2 separate regions of the Mus musculus genome follow, and region 2 is linked to region 1. A link is a contact called in public Hi-C data. All regions are on one chromosome and are shown on one strand. Each heading gives the region's core, a stretch centred on a gene start, on an enhancer-like site or on the middle of the called end of the contact. The rest is flanking DNA. Distances are from core to core; before and after follow the strand shown. Region 1 holds the start of 2310015D24Rik (RIKEN cDNA 2310015D24 gene). Region 2 holds the start of Ntan1 (N-terminal Asn amidase).

The links. Hi-C and Micro-C count contacts between places; a contact is called where the count stands out from the background.
Region 2: a contact with region 1 is called in a Hi-C map of embryonic stem cells, with 1.7 times the contacts expected there. The contact joins the promoter of Ntan1 here to the promoter of 2310015D24Rik in region 1. A contact is called at or near these places in 3 of 39 promoter capture datasets (embryonic stem cells, hippocampal neurons and stem cell-derived epiblast-like cells) and 5 of 484 Hi-C or Micro-C datasets (embryonic stem cells and stem cell-derived primordial germ cell-like cells).

The regions. Positions count from the first base shown.
Region 1 is chr16:13,517,376-13,523,536 of GRCm38.p6, reverse strand. 2310015D24Rik (RIKEN cDNA 2310015D24 gene) reads left to right here and starts at 2,430. Exons shown (of 4, transcript NR_160674.1): 1 at 2,430-2,547; 2 at 3,762-3,889; 3 at 4,015-4,352.
Region 2 is chr16:13,816,557-13,822,717 of GRCm38.p6, reverse strand. It overlaps Ntan1 (N-terminal Asn amidase), which reads right to left and starts at 3,467. Exons shown (of 10, transcript NM_010946.4): 1 at 3,282-3,467. The coding sequence starts at 3,362.

The sequences.
Region 1 (6,161 bases), core at 1,181-3,680:
GAGCATTAATAGAGAGATGCCCAAGTGATGGGCACCACAGGAGGCTCAGAAGGCTCCAGGAGCCAGAGTGACACCAAGTGGGCCAGGAGGGACAAATGGTTAGAGGAGACAGAGGGAAGCAGCACCTGAAGAAAGAGGTGAAGTTTGGAGTCAAAGACGGTGGGAGGCAGAAGCCGGCGAAACAAATGATCCGCATACACCTTAAGAGAGTCATATCTGCAGCTCAGTTTGGTTAAGAGAGTCCGAGCCCCTTGAGAGGGAACTCATATATGCTTCTCCTGCATTCCAAGCTCCAGGTGAGTGAAAATGAGACACATCCACTCCTAGGTGTGGGTGAGGGGAAGGCTTTTATTGTAGATATGAGGAAAAGCACAGCCAGGCGTCCAGAGCAAGGAGAGAAAATAGTAGACTGGAGATGACCGTAGACTGAACTGGTCCAGGGGAGGAGAGGAGTAGGGAAAGAGAAGAGAGAGGGACCACAAGAATGCAAGCCAAGCCGGGCGTGGTGGCGCACGCCTTTGATCCCAGCACTCGGGAGGCAGAGGCAGGCGGATTTCTGAGTTCGAGGCCAGCCTGGTTTACAAAGTGAGCTCCAGGACAGCCAGGGCTATACAGAGAAACCCTGTCTCAAAAAACAAAAACAAACAAAAAACAAAAGAATGCAAGCCAAAATGGCAGTTATCTGGGAAAGAGAAGCTGGGTGTGATGGTTTGTATATGTTCAGCCCAGGGAGTGGCACTATTAGAAGGTGTGGCCCTGTTGGATTAGGTGTGGCCCTATTGGAGTGGGTGTGGGCTTTAAGACCCTCAGCCTAGCTGCCTGGAAGCCAGTATTTTGCTAGCAATCTTCAGATAAAGATGTAGAACTCTCAGCTTCTCCTGTGCCATGCCTGACTGGATGCTGCCATGCTCCTGTCTTGATGATACTGGACTGAACCTCTGAACCTGTAAACCAGCCCCGATTAAATGCTGTCCTTTATAAGAATTGTCTTGGTCATGGTGTCTGTTCACAGCAGTAAAACCCTAACTTAGACACAGGGGAAGCGAAGCCCCTGAGCTGGATAGGTTTAGAGTAGGGAATGAGGTGAGAGAGGCAGAGAGGAACCGCAGGTACTGAGTGAGCCTGCAGCCACCATGCACGTCAGCATATTAATTAGGCACCATGGTTAGCCATTTGTCCTGAGTTTCTTTAGGACCTAACAGGTTTTGTATTTATATATTGAGAAGGGTCTTGTTATGTAGCCCAGGCTAGAAGTGAGTTCAAAGGCTCCTAACACAAGGAAATGATGAATGCTTATGCTCCCTACCCAACTCTGATGAAGGCCAACACTGTATACATTCGTAGAAAAACTCATCACACTGTTCTGATAAGCATATATAATTAAAGTCAGCCAAATGTGTCAGCACACGCTTGTTATCTCTGCATTGGAGGGAGGAGGCAGGAGGATCAGCAGCACCCTGGGTTATATGGTGGGACTCTGTGTCAAAAACAAATAAACAAGGGGCTGGGGAAATGGCTCAGATGTAAAGTACTTGCCACACAAGCAATAGGATCCGAGTTCAATCCCCAGCATCCACAGAGAAGCCGGTAATCCAAGAGCCGAGGAAGTAGACCCAGGCAATCCTCGCTGGCCGGCTTGTAAGTCTAGGCAATTGGTGAGTCGAGTTCAGCAAGAGACGCTTGATGAAGACACCTGACAGCGATCTCTGGCTTCCACACTCATACAAGCATACACACATTTCTCCACAATTCCCACAGCACCCCACGCCTCAAATCAGTTAAAGATGTTAAGGACAATCGTGGAGAAGGCAGGACAGAGCAGAATGATAACACGATTCACTAAGACCTCCACCACTGAGGCAGAGGCAGGGCCAGCGTCTTTGAAGCTGCTTATTCTTAGGGTGTGGCCCAGATCCCGACACATCAGTGTCACCTGAGAACTACTCAGAAAGGCACATTCTTGGGCCCCACTCCAGGTCGACTGACTCACAGCTCCAGGGATGCAGCCCAGCAGTCTGCAGACACAGCCTCCTGGGGATTCTGGTGCCCACAAGAGCTTGGAAGTCCCTGAAAGTCCCACAGTTGTTCAGGGTCAAATCTGTGTCTAAGTCTTGTTGACATCAGGAGTCTGCACTCTGAAATGGACAGTGCCTTAGGTTTGAACAAGCTGGGCCACGTGGAAAATGAGTCTTTCACGTACAGGAGTCCAACTCTAAGACGCTCTTGTCACTCACACTGAGAGCCTCATTGATGTGACAGGAGCTGTATTGTCATTATTACTACCGTCCCCAAAAGGAGAAAGGAAAGCTAACAGCAGTTTACAGCATCACTCAGTCGCTGTCTGACAAGAAGTCTGGAAGACACCGAGTTACTTAGGCGATGGGAGAACTTTTCGGATTGCTGCATTTGTTGTTGTTCTGGAACCTTCTAAAGCTCACTCTGAGTACCTCCAGAACTAGCTTTCTCCCTGACAAACTAAAGGAAGTTTTGGCCCCTTGACGTCTTTGTGAGGTTGGCAATCCCCCTGGTCAACCAGAGAACCAACAGGTTTGTTGTTTTTTTACTCCATCTGTTTTGATTCAACTATAAGGGATAGTTTCTAGAACATTCAGACTTCAGGCATCTCTTTGTAAAGTGTCTCAGTTGAATGTCATCTTGCCTATGATCCTTGTGTAAAGAACTTCCAACTCCTGGTTTCAATGACAGGTGGGCCTCAGCCATTTAGAAGGGCCAGGGATTGGAAGGGACCAGGGGCACGGGAGGGGGTTCTGGGACTCTATTTTACTCATGGTTGGGACTACAGTTTAGGATCTAGACTGGCACACTGGAGCTAAGCTTAGCTTCCCCGGATAGTGAAAGCTGTACCAGAGGCCAGGGCTGAGGGTGAAATGAGGCTCCTGCCCAGCCGGGCGCCCTGGGGAGAGCCTCCTATCTGGAACAGAAAATACTCCAAATATTTCCTTTTGGGAATGGGGAGGATAAACCAGATGAAATGTGAAGAGGTGTCTGAAGGCTGGAGGAAACTAGCAGGCCCTTCCAGAACTTCTATTTGCGGTGAGAAACCTTGGCATGGGGCAGCCAGCTCTACTGCAAAAATAGACCAGTGTGCCGAGAAACAGCTCAATTCTGGAAGCAAACGTTCCTCTGCAGGAAAGAGCTTCTCTCCCTCTGCTTCATTCTGCTCTGTACCACAAAGAAGAAGGAGAAAGATAAGCATTTGCTTGTATGCAATGTGTGTGTTTGTGTTTGTGTGCGTGTGCGTGTGTGTGTGTGTGTGTGTGTGCACATGACCATACGCACGTGGTCAACCTTGGGTGTAAATTTCCTTGGGTGCTACCTACAGATTTTTGGTTTTCGTTTGATTGTTTCTGAGACAGGGTCTCCTACTGAGACCTGGTGCTCACCAGGTTGGGTAGGCTGGCCAAGGAGCTTCTGAGATCCTTCTGTCACACCCAGTGTTGGGGTCACACCCTGATTTTTGCATGGGCTTGGGGGATCAAGCTTAGGTCCTCATGCTCGAATGGCAAATGCTTTACTTCCTGGGGCATCTCCTCAGTGCCCAGAGAAGCATTTTAAGAAAAACTGGAGTGTCTATGCAGAGTCATGGCTTCTCTATCAGAACCAAAGCCATTAAAAGAGACATGGGGCAAAAAGATTTGAGATCACTGCCTGGACATCCCGAGTCTCACAATCCACCAGCTGCTATGACACAGTGGAGCATCAGCTCTGCTTTCTGTTCATTTCCTTTTGCTTCTATAAAGGTGAGATGACAATGAAAATAAGGCCCAGTGTACAGCAAAAGGGATGTAGCAAGACAGAAGTGACTGTGACTCAGATGTTATCAAAGACAAGATGAAGCCTGCCTGAGAACCCTCCTCTTAAACAGCAGGTCAGTAAGGTGTGACAGTACTGTAGAAAAAAACCACAAGAGCAGGTGTAATCCTGAGGGCATACTCATTCTGGACTCTGAGGGGCTCAAAGGGCTCTTCTCTATACAAAGCCATTCTCTTTCAGGAGCCCAGACCCTGAGCAGGGAGAGAGTCAGGTCCCAGATGGAGATGCTGATCAACTTCATAGCATCACCATGGAGCCAGATCTGGAAATTCTCTAGGGGTTGCTGAACAACCCTGTCATCCCTACCTGACCTCAGCCGCCGAGTCCCTGTGAACACTGTCCGCAAGCAATCATCCCGGCGGGGGGGCTTTGTTCTGCAGTCCAAGCCACCTGGAGAAGAACGTGTAAGGTGGAAGTATGGAGAAAGATGGCTCACAGATACAGGAAAGCTGCAGAGGGAGCCGAGTCAGTTCCAGTGTTCATACAGGGGCAGACTATGGCAACTACAGCCTAAAATGGTGAGCAAGTGGTTTCTGAGGGCTCCGTACAGAGCAGTGGCTACTGCTGAGGTGACCTGTTTGTCGGGTACCTGATCTACTCATTATACACTATCTACAGCTATTAAAATGTCATGCTGGAAGGGTAAAAAAGGGTACCTCACAAGCACCAAGACCTGTGTTCAATCCCAGAAACCGTATGAGAAATGCCAGGCTGAGCCTGTGCCTGTAAGTCCAGCCCAGGGGAGACAGTGGCAGCAGGATCCTTGGAGCTCTCTGACCAGCCAGCCTACCTATAATGAGTGAGCTCCAAACCCAAGGGAGACCCTTTAAGGAGGGTCTTAAAGGAGCTGCAGAGTTTTCCTAAGGATACTGCACAAGACTACCCTCTGACCTCCACAATCATATGTACACGTGTACACACACACACAAACACACAAAGAATCACCTTGAGTGATTCAGTGTGAGCAATGATCATGCATCAATTAAAAGTGAGAAGGCTGGGGGATGCCTCAGTGGGCAAAGCTGCCACTGTGCAGCCTGAGAACCTAGTTGGGATCCCCAGACCCCATATAAGGACAGGCATGGTGGCATCTATCTGGGATGCAAGTGCTCCTGCTGCAAGATGGGGACAGCAGACTGACTCCTCAGAAGCCACTACAGGCTTGCCGACTTGATGTGCAGAACAAGTAATAGACCCTGTTTCAAACACAGTGGAAGACCAGGACTAAGACCCAAGGTTGTTCTCTGCCCTTCACATGTGGGCTGTGAATGTGACCTGCACCCACTCAAACATATGCACAAACATACATCATTTTCATACACCCACGTGCATGCACACAGCATGTGCACACCTCCACAGATCACACCCACATGAAGATTTATAAAGTAAAAATAAGATATATATTTTTAAAGATCACACAGTGAACGAGACAGTGCAGTGGGCAATGCACTTGCTGCTTAGGAACCCGAATGTGTTCTTTGAAATCCTCGTAGAGGTAAAATGAGTGAGTTAATGCCTGAAAGTTCTCTCTCTCTCTCTCTCTCTCTCTCTCTCTCTCTCTCTCACTTATCACACACAGACATCTCTCTCACACACTCATCACACACATGTAACATACACATATTACACACATCACGCACATATCACACAACAAATAAATAATAATAAAGAAACAACCTAAGGAAGGAAATATTTGTTTAAACAAAGCATAAGGAGTCTATACCCAGTGTGTCTCAGCTGGAACTGGGCAGGTCTGATCCATTAGCCCCCTCTGCCCATTCAAGTTGGATGGTGTCTGCACTTCTTCATGTCTATTCCTCTTAGTGACCCAAGCTGTTCACACTCAGCTGCAACTTTACAGTCAGCTGTCATTCGGCCTGCCAGTGTGAGAATACCTAATGGCATCTGGAAGGAGAAGCCTGCCCTGCCAGCAGCTCTTCTGTCTCCAAAGGGTGCTACACACTACAGCTGTCACAGCTTAGGCAAGGACCAGAGAGAGAGCTGCCTCTCCTATATAATTATTCTGGTTAGATGCATTCCAGAGTGAATGGAAGGATCTTTATCTCATGCTGGCTAAGGTCCTCTGGGCATACTGTTTGTCTTACCAGCACTCAGAGGCTGAGGGGGAAACATTATCAGTTTGAAGGCAGCCTGAGCTATATAGGGAGGTCTTGCCTCAAAACCAAGTAAACAAACAGAAATGCCTCACTATATAACTTTCATGCACCTGCCAGCAGTTAATAAAGGCATGGAGACTCAGATTTGTTAAAAGCTTGGGCTTTTAGCCTGGGCTCCCTCCTGGCTTCTCTAACCTAACTAATTGTGGC
Region 2 (6,161 bases), core at 2,218-4,717, 300 kb before region 1:
AAGCAATAGTTGAGAGTTTTGCAGCAGAGAGACACTGGGTCTGTCATGGGCTTTTGAAACCTCCATACCCACCCCCTCTGAGAAGGGCACACCTCCTATTCATTCCCAAATAGTTTTACTAGGAGCTCAAACATATGAGCCTATGTGGGCCAGTCTCACTTAAACCACCACACTGTGTCTGATCTCACAGCCCTCAACCTAGTAAATAAGAGCAAAGATACTCTCACAGCATGGGGCCTTCTACTGTGGTTGACCAATGGGTGCCTAAAATCAGACAGCAGTAAACCCAGACATACTGGGGAAGGAGTTTAACAGTAGCAATATGGGATTGCCCTAACAACAAGCTATGATGAAAGGTGTTTCAAACTTCCTAGCCAGCATGGTGGCATCTGCCTGTGAGGCTTCGAAGATCATGAGTTGGTGATCAGCTGGAGCTACAGTGAGACCTCTCATGAAAGAAGGGAGGACTGGGAGACATGCACACGACAGTTAAGTGTTCTGGAATTTTCCATCTAAAATGTTCAGGCTGGGGTTGCCCAAGGAAGTGTAACTGCAGGAAACGGGGAGGGGTACTAATCAGGCTTATGACCCACTGGGGCCGTGTACTCATAGAACACAAGAAAGAAATACAGGGAGCCAGGCATGGCGGTGCAAGCCTTTAATCCTAGAATTTGGGAGGCAGAGGTAGGCATATCTCTGTGTTCCAGGACAGCCAGGGATACAAAGAGAAACCCTGTCTCACACTACCACCACCATGACCACCACTACCCCCAGAAAAAGAAAAAGAAAGGAAGGAAGGAGAGAAAGGAGAGGAAGAAAGAAGAGAAAGACAAGAAGAGAAAAGAGAAAAGAGAAGAGAGAAGAGAAAAGAAAAGAAAAGAAAAGAAAAGAAAAGAAAAGAAAAGAAAAGAAGAGAAAAGAAAAAAGAGAAGGAGGAAGAAAGAAAGAGAAAGGAACGGACAGGGCACAGAGGAATAAGCCAGCCATGGTAGTTTATAGTTTACACTTGCAATCCTAGAACTTACAAGGCTGAGGCATACATGAGTGTGTGGAAGGCCAGCCTGGGCTATAGAGTGAAACTGTATCAGAAAAACCAAACCAAACTAAACAAGACAATATATAGTATGCTGTCATTCAAAAAGTAGATCATGAGTGGAGAGGGGAACTGCAGTCAGGATGTAATAATATATAAGAGAATAAATAAGAGAATAATTTTCTTATAACTTTTTTTTTCTTTTTGGTTTTTCCAGACAGGGTTTCTCTGTATAGCCCTGGCTGTCCTGGAACTCACTTTGCAGACCAGGCTGGCCTCAAACTTCAGAAATCCGCCTGCCTCTTCCTCCTGAGTGCTGAAATTAAAGGCGTGCGCCACCACGCCCAGCTGAGAATAATTTTTTTTAATGTATCATGATGGGCACATTGGATAATAACTCTAATCACAGTATCACTGAAGTAAGAGGTCTCAAGGCATTCACGGTCAGCTTGTCTCTCTGAAATAGAAAAGGAGGACAGGGCTCACACAGAGAGGATGCTGCAGTAGTTAAAACTGCTGTGGGAAACCTACCAGAAGTGGGGTCCCAGCACTCACAAGCCAAGACTCCCACACATGACTGTAACCCCAACTCTGAGGTGCGTGAGGCAAGAGGATGGCTAGGGCTTGCTCCATCCCAGCCTAGCTAAGACACATATTCAGGGAGAGACCGTGACTCAAAGGAATTACACACAGTGGAGAGACAGGTGCTTGATGCCACCTTCTGGCCTCCCTGTGCACACACATACACACTCACCTATGTGCGCATACATTCACACAGATAAGTACAGAAAGATCAGCATGTGCTAGTGCACATCTTTAACGCCAGCATGTGGGATGAAGGAGAGAGAAGAGCTCTTAGAGCCAGACGCCAGCCTACAGTGAGACTCCAGAGCAACACAGACCCTATCCCAAATCTTTTTAAACAGAAGATTGCCTAGCATATAAATAAAGTAGGGGAGGCAGAGGCAGGTAGATCTCAGAGTTTGAGGCCAGAATGGTCTACGGAACAAGTTCAGGACAGCCAAGGCTCCACAGAGAAATCCTGTCTCAAAAACAAAATTGAACCAAAACTTAGAAGAATGGTTGTGACCAAGGACCTGATTTTCTACTTTCCTCTACGGAGCCTTCACATCATCCCCTAAGGCAAGTGGGCCTGAAGTCCTCACTCCAACTGTTCCCCTGGCCTCTATGTGCAGCCCTCTTTGCCCTCCTCACTGGGGGCCTCCTTGGCCCCACTTCCCTGCTCTTGAAAACCAACTCTCCACTCTGCATCCTTTCTGGGCTGCGTCTCCCTAAATAAACCAAACCCTTGCTTCCGGAGACACCACCCTACATCACCTCGTCTCTGCCTCATGTAATGTGCTGCGTGGCCACTAAAACTACAAGTTTCAGACACAGGAGAGAGGCTCCTAAATCCTTGAAGTGCTGGAACTTTTCTTGTGTTATTTCTGGCTTCATCGACACAGTGTACAGTGCCTAGCCCGATTTGTAGGAGCCAGTATTAGGATCAGGCTGTCTTGAAATTCAAATTAACAGTCAGTCTCCCTGTCCCGTAGTTCTCAGGGGTCATTCTGCCCATTCACTTACCCAACAAATATTCGGTTAGCACAATGCCATCTGCTTTCAGGAAGCATTTGCTCCAGGAAGCAGATCCAGGGGAAGACAAAGCAAGTAAGCAGACAGAACCACAAACTCCACAGAGACGCAGTGCTTCACCTCTCAGAGGGAACGTGGGCATCTTTCCTTCAAGGCTATAACTGATTAGGAAACAGGTCCCGTCCTAGACTGTACTATGTGAGATCCATGGACGGGCTGAGTCCAAATTAGTATGTGGGATACTTGGTCATCACTGCCTTCACTATGAGCCCTCTTTCAGAAGTCCCCACAAGGAAAGAACAAGACTCCATCAGGGAGCAGTCCTCCCGGACCCAGCAACTTCCAAACGAATCCCTTATTTCTAGCTAAAAAATAATCCGCGCCCCTCTACGCCCTGGGGGGCAGGAATGAGCGCGCAAAGAACTGGGACCCCCGCCCACACCTTTCTGCAGCTGGGTAATGCGGGGATCCGCACGAGCGCCCCGACTTGCAGAGCCCGCCGAGTGTCCTCGCGCTGTGTACGCGCTGTGCGACCTTCCGTAAGTCACCTTAACCTCTCTGGGCCTCGTCTCACCAGGTCCCTAGTGAAAGCGCGTCGGCGGCCGGGCTGCGGAGTTCCCATCCGCCCCGAAAGCCCGGGTAGGTCGCTCACCTCCAGAGGCGGGTGCGCCCGGACCAGCTCCACAGCGGACCGTGGCAGACGGACGCGCTGCCCATCCACCAGCAGTGGCATCGTCTAGGCCGCCGCCAGGCCGAGTTAGGTGGCCACCGCCCCGCCCCGCCCCGCTCCGCTTCGCCCCGCCTCGGGGCATGCCACGCCCACCGTGGGCGCCGCGCCCACCGCGGACTCGGCCCGGATGTGTAGTCCAGGCGGACGTGGAGCAGCCCGAAGAGATCGAGGAGACGGAATAGCCCTTGGGCTGCAAGGCATCACGGGAGATGTAGTCCAAACTTTGTCGGCGTCCACTCACTACCCGTGTCCCTCCTGGCTGGTGCCAGCAGCTGTAGTCGCAGAGACTTGAGCATTAAGGACGCGGAAAGGAGAACCTCGAGGGTAGCCTCGCGCTTTGCGTCACCCAGCCCTGACCCCTGCCTCGGCCGAGTTGATTCGCAAAAGTTTATTCAGTCAACGTCCCTTTCAGCTGGCAGACGTAGTGCAGAAGGCGTGGGGAACCCGAGAATTGCGGCCCCAGCTAGCACCGCGGGGGCGTAAGCGCGGAAGAAACAGGGTCCTCACATATACCTGCTTTTGTTATATAACTCCTCCCCCTCACCCCCCACCCCCCAGTTATCCCGGATTGGTTAATGAAGGTGCCTACAGCCTGCAGCTGGGCAGAAGAGAAGTAGGAGGGGCTTGGGGTCTGACGCAGGGACCACAGGGAAGGAGAGCGGGAGTTTCTATTGGTGTACAATTCCACCAGGCTCAGGCCAAGAGCTACCCAGCAACAGCTTGTGTCATTGCCCGCTGCCCGCCAGGTGCAAGGCAAGTGTGACAGCAGCACCAGCATACAGAGGAGTCACTACCCCAGTTCTTTCACTCTCTATTCCCATGTGTTCTCAGGCAGCCTCTCTTCCCTCTCTTTGTCCTCCGCTTCTGCCCCTTTCTATATCCCTATTCATTTCATCTTTATATTTGATCTGTCTCAAGGTGTGATTCCTCAGGGGGATACCTTGACATGGGCCCGCCCACCGCATTATCCCGGAGCTTTATATTTCATAAGTTTCAGATAGGCTAGGAGGATGAACTGGAGCAATGAGGAAAGAGTCTGGAGCAAGATCATGAAAACACACGAAGCCCAAAGAACCTGACGATAAGAATTGGGGTCATGGGTGGGAGGTAGCCAGATTATCTTAAGAGGTTAACAGATCATTTAACTCCTCAGCTATTGAGGAGCTGCTTGGAATAAATCTTGTTTTCTCCGCGTGGTTAATGTTATGGAGACTAGCATGAGATAAAGAAATACAGTCGGGCAGTGGTGGAGTGGTGGCGCATGCCTTTAATCCCAGCACTTGGGAGGGAGAGAGGAGAGAGGAGAGAGAGAGGGGAGAGGGGAGAGGGGAGAGGGGAGAGGGGAGAGGGGAGAGGGAGAGGGAGGGAGAGGGAGAGGGAGAGAGAGAGGGAGGGAGAGAGAGAGAGAGAGAGAGAGAGAGAGAGAGAGAGAGAGAGAGGGAGAGAGAAATCCGGTTGCCAGATAAATCCGGTTTGAGGCCCTTATTTCTGCTGGTTTGGATCCTACCCATCATTATTTAGGCTTTAGTCTCATTCTGTGGTCTGACAAGTTTTTTTAGGTCTCATTGAGATCTCTTCTGGAGACAAGTTCCCCTTCAGAATGGTGCCATTGCCTTCTTCCAGCAGGAGATTCCTAGAGAAATTCACATTTCTTTGATTTTCTTTTATCTCCTTAATATTTATTTTCTCTCTTTGTTTGTCGAGACAGGGTTTCTCTGTATAGCCCTGGCTGTCCTGGAACTCACTCTGTAGACCAGGGTGGCCTCGAACTCGCCTGCCTCTGCCTCCCGAGTGCTGGGATTAAAGGCGTGCGCCACCACGCCCAGCTACAATTCTCATTCTTATACTGAGGTTAAGAACAACTTTTTTTTTTAAATTAGATATTTTTTTTCATTTACATTTCAAATGCTATCCCCTTTCCTAGTTTCCTTTCCGAAAATCCCCTATCCCCTCCCCCTTCCCCTGGCTCCCATACCCACCCACTCCCACTTCCTGGCCCTGGCATTCCCCTGTACTGGGGCATAGAATCTTCACAAGACCAAGGGCCTCTCCTTCCACTGATGGCCGACTAGGCCATCCTCTGCCAGTACACAGTTGTAGGAAGTCAGGACAGGAACTTTAGGAACCTACTTACTGGCTCATTCCTCTTGGCTTGTACATACAGCCTCCTAGCTTTCTTAGAACACCCAGGACCACCTTCCAAAGTGGTATTTCCCCTGGTGGCCTAGCCCCTTCTACAACAACCATTAATCAAGAAAATGCTCTACAGAGTTGTCTACAGGCCCATCTAATAGAGATAGGCCGGACTGATGAAGGCATTTTCTCAGTTGAGGTTCCTCTTCCCAAAAGATTTAGCTTGTATCAATTCTTATCGATCCTAAGGTTGTGTAGAAAACAAACCAGGACACCTCAGGAGGTGCCACTGACAAGCCTAACTCAGCACGATTCCACTCAAGTTCACTTGAGGAGTGAATGAGTTTTGGGGCTTCCTTACAGAAGTATTAGGTGAAATATTACCTACAGTGATGTGGGTGTCCTCCACCTAACCAGCTGCATCTGCAGGAATGAGGGCCCCTCCCCTAGTCATCGCAGGCCCAACTACTCTGCCGCACCACACAATTAAGGCACTGTCATACAACGGGTGGCAAGGTGCATCTGCATCCTCAGGTCTCGCTGCCTTCCCACCCTTGTGGCAGGAAGCGAAAGGTCAACAAGCCCAGCTGTGCTACTTCTTTCGGAAGAGGCTCAGCTGAACTCTCTAAAATGAGTTGCCGGTCTCCTGGAATAATCAATCACACCACC